Regions from separate parts of the Capra hircus genome. Here region 1 is linked to region 2. A link is a contact called in public Hi-C data. All regions are on one chromosome and are shown on one strand. Each heading gives the region's core, a stretch centred on a gene start, on an enhancer-like site or on the middle of the called end of the contact. The rest is flanking DNA. Distances are from core to core; before and after follow the strand shown. Region 1 has its middle 24 kb from the start of EEA1. Region 2 overlaps EEA1 (early endosome antigen 1).

Evidence for each region. A called contact is a pair of places that touch in the nucleus more often than the background predicts.
Region 1: a contact with region 2 is called in a Hi-C map of blood, with 5 times the contacts expected there. The contact joins two enhancer-like sites. A contact is called at or near these places in 2 of 5 Hi-C or Micro-C datasets (blood and liver).

The regions. Positions count from the first base shown.
Region 1 is chr5:22,567,692-22,571,909 of ARS1.2, reverse strand. No RefSeq gene overlaps it. Among named protein-coding and RNA genes, the nearest start is that of EEA1, 24 kb to the right of the region's middle. Within about 2 kb of position 2,364, at least 1 of the 5 cell types and tissues checked has an H3K27ac peak or open chromatin away from gene starts, as enhancers often do.
Region 2 is chr5:22,430,908-22,435,587 of ARS1.2, reverse strand. It overlaps EEA1 (early endosome antigen 1), which reads left to right. Exons shown (of 31, transcript XM_018047620.1): 24 at 3,814-3,999. Among named protein-coding and RNA genes, the nearest start is that of PLEKHG7, 84 kb to the right of the region's middle. Within about 2 kb of position 1,432, at least 1 of the 5 cell types and tissues checked has an H3K27ac peak or open chromatin away from gene starts, as enhancers often do.

The sequences.
Region 1 (4,218 bases), core at 1,115-3,614, 140 kb before region 2:
TTTGAGAATGCAGTGTTACTAGACTCACATTCCACACCTTGAAAGAAGCCGCCTTGTCCTATCATGGTGTCTGGACTGTGTCTTCCATTGCTCTGTGTTAAGCCTGATTGTATTTAGCAACCATGTACCATGAGACTCCTGGCTAGAAATATGGCTGTGAAATCTCCAGTTATGAATGGTATCAGCCTTGGTCATCCTGTCCTAGTGTTGTCTGGTTTGCAAGTATATTTCAGTGCTTTAGGAGGTGTCAACTACCTCTGCAGGTCTTGAAGTATCTCCTGGGGTGTGAGGGTAGGCTGTGGCTCACTGTAGAGATAAGGACACTAGGCAGAGGGCCCAGGGAATATTCCTTGGCGTGATCTCCCCAGGAGGTCCCCATTTTGGCACTGATACCACTGCTCCTGCTAAGTCGCTTCAGTCATGTCCGACTCTGTGCGACCCCATAGACCGCAGCCCACCAGGCTCCCCTGTCCCCAGGATTCTCCAGGCAAGAACACTGGAGTGGGTTGCCATTTCCTTCTCCAATGCATGAAAGTGAAAAGTGAAAGTGAATACCACAAATATGTTTTAAATGTGTGTTCCATGCAATATTTGAGATACACTTATATTAAAAATAATTAATTATTTATCTGCAATTCAGATTTAACTGGGCAGCCTAAACTTTATCTAGCAATCTCAGGTGGGAGTATTGATACAAAAGAAATCAATAAATTCTACAAATCAGATTCTACCTTGCCTTCCCAGAGAGCTGGTTGTTATGCACTTGCCAGCACACCACTGTCTAAACCATTAAAAAAGAGACTAAAATTCAAAGGATGTAAAAAACAAAATGTACTAAAACAATAACCAAAATAAAAGTGAAGTGAAGTGAAAGTTGCTCAGTCATGTCCAACTGTTTGCGACCACATGGACTGTAGCCTGCCAGGCGCCTCTGTCTATGAAATTCTCCAGGCCAGAATACTGGAATGGGTAGCCATTCCCTTCTCCAGGGGATCTCCCCATCCCAGGGATCAAACCCAGATCTTCCTTATTGCAGGTGGATTCTTCATCTGAGCCACCAGGGAAGGGGCCTAAAATAAAGATGGTATGACTATATTCACTTTAGACCTTAAAATTTTAAAAATACTACTGAAATAATGGTAAAAACATTGATAGATGATTCACATCCTCAAAATGTGATAATTCTAAAGTTGTAAAGGCCTCATAGCACAACTTTAAAATACATAAAGCAGAAACTTCCCTTGTGGCCCCAGTGGTTAAAACTCTGTGCTTCTGACGCAGGGGGGCCGAGGTTTTATCCCTGGTCAGGGGGCTAGATCCCACACGCTGCAGTGAAGATCTCGTGTGCTGTAAGTAGGACCCGGAACAGCCAAAAAAAAAAACTAATAATAATAATGTAAAAGTTGCCAGAACTATAAGGAAAATCAACAAATCCACCAGCACAGTGGGAGATATATCATATCAATATTTAATCAAGCAATCATAAAAGGCATCAGTAGGAATATAGATGATTTGGAAAATGCAGTAACAACTTCATCTATTGGTTACATATAGACCCCTGTACCTAAGAGCTGGATTCCATACGTTCCTGTTAAGTGCCCCTAAAGCATTTATGTGAAATATATGGCCAAACTGTTTAGACAAGTTTGAATAAGTTTTTTAAAAACTGGTGTATACAGACCATATTCTTTACAAACAATGCAATTGAGTTAGAAATGCGTTTTAAAAGATTTTTTTTTCTTTTAATAGTGTATGTTTGAAAATAAAAAAAAAATACTTCCTGGAGAGGAAAATGCATGTTTTCAATGCTTATATTAGAAAGAAAAGTAATGCCTGAAAGTTAATAAGCTAAGCTTCCAATCTAAGAGACTAGAAGGGAAAACAAAAGAATAAAACCAGAGATTGTGGCAGAAAGGGAAATTATCATGATAAACAGAAATTAAAAGGAGAGAACACACAAATGAACATTTAGGAAAAATTGTTAAAATGTAATCAGCATTTAAAAATCTTCTCATGCCTGCAAAGAAAATCACCAGGCCCAGATACTTTTATAGGTGAGTTCTAACACACTTTCAAGGAATATAAGAAAGGGGATAGGAGAGAAGAAACACTCTCATTTTCAGAAGTTGGGTATGTAAAATTAATCAACGAGTGAGGAGACCAGAAGGGGGAGCTCCCACACCCTGCCACTATAGCAGAGCCCTGCATTTGAGAAGGAAATGGCAACCCACTCCAGTGTTCTTGCCTGGAGAATCCCAGGGACGGGGGAGCCTGGTGGGCTGCCGTCATGGGGTCACACAGAGTCAGACACGACTGAAGCGACTTAGCAGCAGCAGCAGCAGCAGCAGAGGAGAGGAGAAGCACCGCTTTTCTAGCAAGGACTCAGCCAATGAAACGTCATGGACTCTTTCACCATAGCCCTCCCAACTTCCTTTTCCTCTCTTTAAAAGCATTCTCCTCCCCTGCTCTGCCAGGACTTGTACCTATCTTGCCATGGTTTCAGAACCTGAACTGCAGTTCTCTGCTGATCAAGTATAAACCCGTATTTGCTGGAGGAATATCCAGCATTCTACTTCCTTCAGGTCAACAGGTATAATGGAGATATTAAAACCAAGCAATTTCAGTGTAAGAAATGTAATTTATAGATCCCACATGCTGCAGGTAAAGATGCCACATGCCTAAATGAAGATCAGAAATCCTGCAAGCCGCGCCTAAGACCTGGCACAGCCAAATAAATCATTATTTTTAAAAAAAGAAGGTAAGCATGTCCATTTGTTCAGTTATGGTCTATGGCTGTTTCACAGCACAGTAGCTGAGTTGAGTAGTTGCTACAGAAACCATATGACCTACAAAGTCTAAAATGTATACTATCTGGTCCTTGAGAGAGGAAGTTCTTCCAATTCCTGCTGTGTAGTTCATAAGTGTCTTATCACAATTAAAAATAAGTTCATATATAAACATATTAACATTTTAAAAGTTATTTGAATTACTATTTTACTTTAGCAGATGCCTCTAGACAAGATTTGAATCTATAGTAACAAGCTTCTAGGCTAAAGACCAAATAAAATACCCTATATGTATGGTATTTTTGAGGATGCAAGGAACAATTTAAGAGCTAAATTTTCTCTAGTGTGGTATGAAATAAGCCTCTGATTGAGACAGCAGAATGCACTTTAAAAAGATTGTCAACTTGGATTTATCTCAATAAAGTCCTTATTTTCATCCAGTTATCAAATGTTTTGAACTGAATTAATATATTACTGTTAAAGTGATTAAAGATTATTTAGGTGATAGCCTTAAAGATGTCACGTTAAAAATATGACCAAATTTTCAGAGTAGATGCCAACAAGGGAGGTCAAGTGGCTGGAAAATAGGAGGAAAAATCTCTTCCTCCTCCCTTCTTAGGTTCAGTGGCTGGGGCCATGCAAATTGAACTGGCAAAAGATAGATTAACAGGAAAAGAAGATTTATCAAATGTGCATGTCAGAGGTCTACCAGAAATGAAGTGAGCACACCGAAGGACTGATCAGACCCAAAGGCTTATATGTCATTTCAGCAAAGAGCAATACATTTGTGAAGGATAAGACAAAGGGGAAGGAGTTTGAGTTCCTGGGAACATGGAAGATAAGGGTACTTGTGAGGTTTGTCATTTAGATTGCACTTGGTATCAGTCTCTGGGAAGGTAGGAGTCTAGAACCATCTTCAGTGATTAAGAGTCCCTAGGGAATGATAGATTTCTCTTCTTGTACAGGTGAGGGAAACCTTTTACAAATGAAGATGTATATTTTGCTCTTGGCCAGATGTGGGGAGGGCAAGAGTTTTTTTCTTCAATGCTTGCTGTTTCTTAACTGCCATCAGCTCAAAATAATCCTTGTGCCAAAGTGGCATATTTTGGTCCCTTCAGTAAAAAAATGGCTTCCTGAGGTGGAATTTATTTTGCTAAATTTTACAATCCGGGTCTGGTTCTTCCCCAACCCCAGCTCTCTTCAGAGAAGACGTGGTTGTTTCCTCTCTACTTTCACCTTGAGAATGTGAAGCTAACAGATTTTCTACAGATGCTGCTTTGCTGCTTGCTTCTCCATCTCATCATATGCCATTTCTATTAATATTTCTGCAGAAAGTTGGGCTGGAAGATTTCCTCTGTCAAAGCACCAATATGAGGGTTTGGCTGTCCTTCAAGCAATTTAGTTTGTTCATTGTTGTTCAGTCACTAAATCA
Region 2 (4,680 bases), core at 183-2,682:
GCTGACTGGACTTTATATTGGGTTGGAGGTAGCAGGGAATGAAGAGTCTAAGCAGAGGAGTAAAAGGAAGTGGATATGTACTTAACCTGGAAGTGGTTTACAGACAGCTTGGTTTGGATCTGGTGTAAACTAGTGCTGGGAGGATTAATTAAGAGGCTGTCTCCCTTTCTTCCTCCTAACTCCAGTAATCTAGCTGTGAGCTGATTAGGACTGGAGTTAAAGAAGATGGAACAGAAGAGATTAATTGGAGAGAGAAGATGAAACAAAAGGGGTGAATAATATAGAGTGCAAGGGAGTGGAGGAATCAGTGGTAGCAAGCCTCAGTCTGATTTCTATGGGAAGGAATCTGAACTACTTGCCACAAGGCAGGATCTTACAAAGCAACAGGAGATTGGGGGAAGAATTTCCACAGGGCCAAACAGTAGATATTTATATGTCTGTATTTTTATATGAAGTTCAAAATTAGAAAGAGGTTTTTTTTTAATACCACCTGACATTTAGAAAGCATCTTACTTATTATATTCTCTTTATTTATTTATTTATTTTTTCCCTTTACAATACTATTGAAAGTCAGGGAAGGTTGTTGAAAAGTTTGGACTTCATCCTGTCGGCAGGAGGGAGTCACTGAAAAGATTTGTTCGGATTTGTATTTTAAGCCAGTGTGGCTGAATGTGGGGATGAGAGAGGAGGCTGCAGTAGTCCAAGTGCAGATGATGCTGGCTTGGGCTGGTAGAGTAAGGATGGACAGTGTGAATGAATTGGATGGACATTCAGGTGAAAGAGAAGTTGCAACCTAATGACTGATTTAAAAATCTTTAGAGACTTAGATCTTTCAGATCAGTATTTTTTCATTAAGCCAACAATTATTTTTATTATGCTTGAAAGCTATAAAATCATGTTCTAATTTTATACATGAAAGAAAATTTCAAATGTAAACATGGGTAAGAGAAAGACAGGGGTAAGGCTGCTGTGGAGTTTAAACAACTGTTGAGAGGCTGTGGATAGACACTCTGTACCAAAGCTGTCTTTTGCAGATGAAACTGAGGTCCCCCCGTGGTTGGTGACAGGCCTAGTGTTTGCACAGTAACAGAACCGTGACTGGATCTCAGCTCTTCAGACCTTTATTCTTTTACCATCATTTCACTAGAAATTTTTTTCATATGATAGGATATTGACAGATTCTATGCTAATCCTTCCAAAATGACATCTGAACTATTAAAAATCCTCAGAAAGTTCAAGTGATATTTACAGGCCAAAATAAGGGATCCACCATTCTTTTTCTTTTGCTTCAGTGATTATTAAATGATCTTGTGTAAAAGAGAGAAAGGGAGAGGGTCAGAACCTTCTAACATGACACCTAATCAAGACTGCCATCTGTGGGCTGATGGTGTTCGCCAAGACACCAGTAGAATGGAAGCCAAGCTGGCTTGAGCTATGCCTTTAGCCCCATCTGCTGGATTATTTATGAAGTACCAAAGTTTGTTGACTGGATATTTTAAATTGGCTTTGCTGGGTGCTATTCTTTGATGTTCAGGAAAGGTAGAAGTGGAGTTTAACTAAAATTTGCACCCTCAGTGAAGTGAACAACTCTAGGATAAAAAGTTCACAATTAAGTATAAATCTTCTTAGCATAGTACTATTCCTCATGTCATTTCACCCAGGCGTCAAGAAAACGTAATAACTAAAAATTTTTAAAGGTTTATGTTGAAAGAAAAAAAGGGAAAAATTGTTAAACAGACCGAAAAAACACCACCTACCATGGAACAGTGCAGAAAATGTTTTTTTGCTGCACTGAATGGGGGTATTCAGGATCAGGGTGGTGCTTGATCTGCTTAGGGATTTGGTTCTTCCAGTGGCAGTGGGTGAGTTAAAGATAACCCCAGTAAACCATGATAGTGAGAGGGAGTTCTCCAAGGGAAGAGAGGCTAAGCAGATGAAAATAGTGTAGTCTGCAGCAGAAGAGATAAAAGGAGTGTTTAAAATGGCAGTATACTGCTGAATGTCAGAGATGAATATCCAGAGGCAAGTAGAACAGTATGTCTTGGCTCAGAAAAGAGTAGTGCAGATTTTTAGCTTGACTTTAGTCATTAGGATTCTGTGAGTTCCAAATTTTATAGGCTGTTATTTAGAACACGGGCATTTTGGAATTCTTGTGCTTTTAGGCTCTAGCAAGAATTGGTATTCCTTAACACTAGATCAGGACCTAATTATAATTGTGTAGACTTTATTGGCTAGGCTTTGACAAATTTTATTTTTTCCCCTGAAAACACTGTTACCCTTTGTGATGCTTAAAGTCAGTGCCCACATGCCCGTGGAACTTTCTTTAAACATTCCACAGAGAACATTCACATTCATTTTTCTGTGCATCTGGCACACTGCAGATGCCTGTACAACTTTGATTTTACACTCTGGCTCTGCTTTCCAGGCTACATGGTCAGCTTCTTTCAGGGCCATCTTTCACTGTCCTGTCTACCTTAGTAGTATATTCAATTAATGCTTAGCTGCTGGATTAGTAAAGAACTAGTGACTTTAGGTCGTTCCCCAAAAGGAAGTGTTACGGTTCTTAGTGTTCTACTGGAAGCTATTGAAAATGGAAATTTAATTAGAAAAGACTTCTGAACTATTTCTAAGGAATAATCTCTTTCAGGAAGGTTAAGTCCTTTAAATAAGGTTTTCATTCATTTTTCATCTATCCTTTATTGAATGCTTTTTTCCCAAAACTTTTAATTTTGTTTTGGAGAATAGCCAATTAATAATGTCGTGATAGTTTCAGGTGGACAGCAAAGTGACCCAGCCATTGTTGTTCAGTTGTGTCTGACTCTTTGCGACCCCATGGACTGCAGTACGTCAGGCCTCCCTGTCCATCACCAACTCCCGGAGCTTGTTCAAACTCATGTCCATCAAGTCGGTGATGCCATCCAACCATCTCATCCTCTGTCATCCCTTTCTCCTCCTGCCTTCAATCTTTCCCAGCATCACGGTCTTTTCTAGTGAGTCGACTCTTCACGTCAGGTGGCTATTGAATGCTTACTATAGCCAACCTTAGACAACAGTGATTCCTCCTGAATATCTTCTGCCTTTTTTTCAAAGAAACTATATCTCCAAGATAAGAAAGATAAGTTTTTTCTAGATGGCAGAACATCTTAGAATTATTACCCTTAGCAGCTGAGAGTGGCAAAGTTCCTGCCATTTTCCATTCCCCACCTGTTACCACAACTACCCCCAAATCAAAACCTAGGATGTCAAAAAACTTATTCTTTTCCCCAGCTTCAGCTTCTTGAAATATCTGGGCCTTTGTACAGTTGCTAACTACGGACTATGTTAACTGACAGTGCTACTTACACCACACAGATGAGAAGTTAAGTGGATGGGCTGATGGCCTTGTCAGAAGTAGAGCCTCTGATGTCTGGTTGACTTTCCTATTTTAGTTCACTTGATCAGATTGGCGATTTAAAATACATTTTCCTCCCAAGATAAAAAAGCTTATCTATTAAATAAAGCTTTTAATATGCCAAGGGTTATCATAGATCCTACAAAATATGTATGTATATATAATCTTTGTAACTCTTTTTAAATAGCTTTTTTTTTTTTTTCATGTCTCGCCATATATCTAACTATGTTCTCTGAGTGTTTGATATGGTTCCTACTTATTTGGTATTCTTTGTATCACTTAGGCAGTAAATACTTACATATCATTTTTAAAGTATTTCTTTCCATTATGTTTATGTATAACTGTCATGTATATTAACCATTATGTTTCTGTTGAAATTTACTAAAAATGACATAATAATTTGGTGAAATTGTTTTTATAAGTCTGTAGAAGAGAAGCTTTCTCTAGCACAGGAGGATTTGATATCAAACAGAAATCAAATTGGAAACCAAAATAAATTGATTCAAGAACTGAAGACCACCAAGACTGCTTTGGAGCAAGATTTAGCAAAGAACGAACAGCAGTTGAAGGAACAGAATAAAGCACTCCAAGATATGCAAAAAGAAAAGGTATTTTATTTTCTGACTAAACCTAGAATCTTAGAGTTACAGTGGGTATAGAGATCTAGTCACATCTCTCACCCAATAGAGGCATCACCTTTATTTTTAGTAGCTCTCTCAGATGGACTTCTAGTTTCTTATAAAAGACTTTGGTGATTGGAATTCTAATGCTAGGAAGTTCCTTGTCATTTCTGTCCATCTTCTTACTGCTTTTTAAGTTTTACAAACAAATCTGATTTCTTACGTGATAGGCCCTGGGTTATTCAACAACAGATATTATAGTCCCTCAACTATTTCTCATGTAACATGTTATCCTCTGGATTTATTAGAGGTAATAAAAGGTCTAGGAATAATTCTTAAGCTTGTTAAAAATTCTTGAAATTAAGAACCAATTTTTTCTAAGAGGAAGTAGGGGTGTATTTTGTATAAATGATGCTAGGTTATGAAGTTGAAAGGACTGTAATATACCTAGTACATTTAAAGAGCAGTTAAAATTTTATATGAAAGGGAAATTCAGATTCTAGGAAACATTTTATTTTTGGTTTCATAATTGAAATCATATATTTCCATCAACTGATATATTCTGAAGTGTACAATTCCTGAAGTTCTTGCTATATCTTAATTATGCAGTTCCTTTTTTTTTTTTTTTTGGCCATACCAAAAAAAACCTGGGCTCTCAACAGTGAGAGA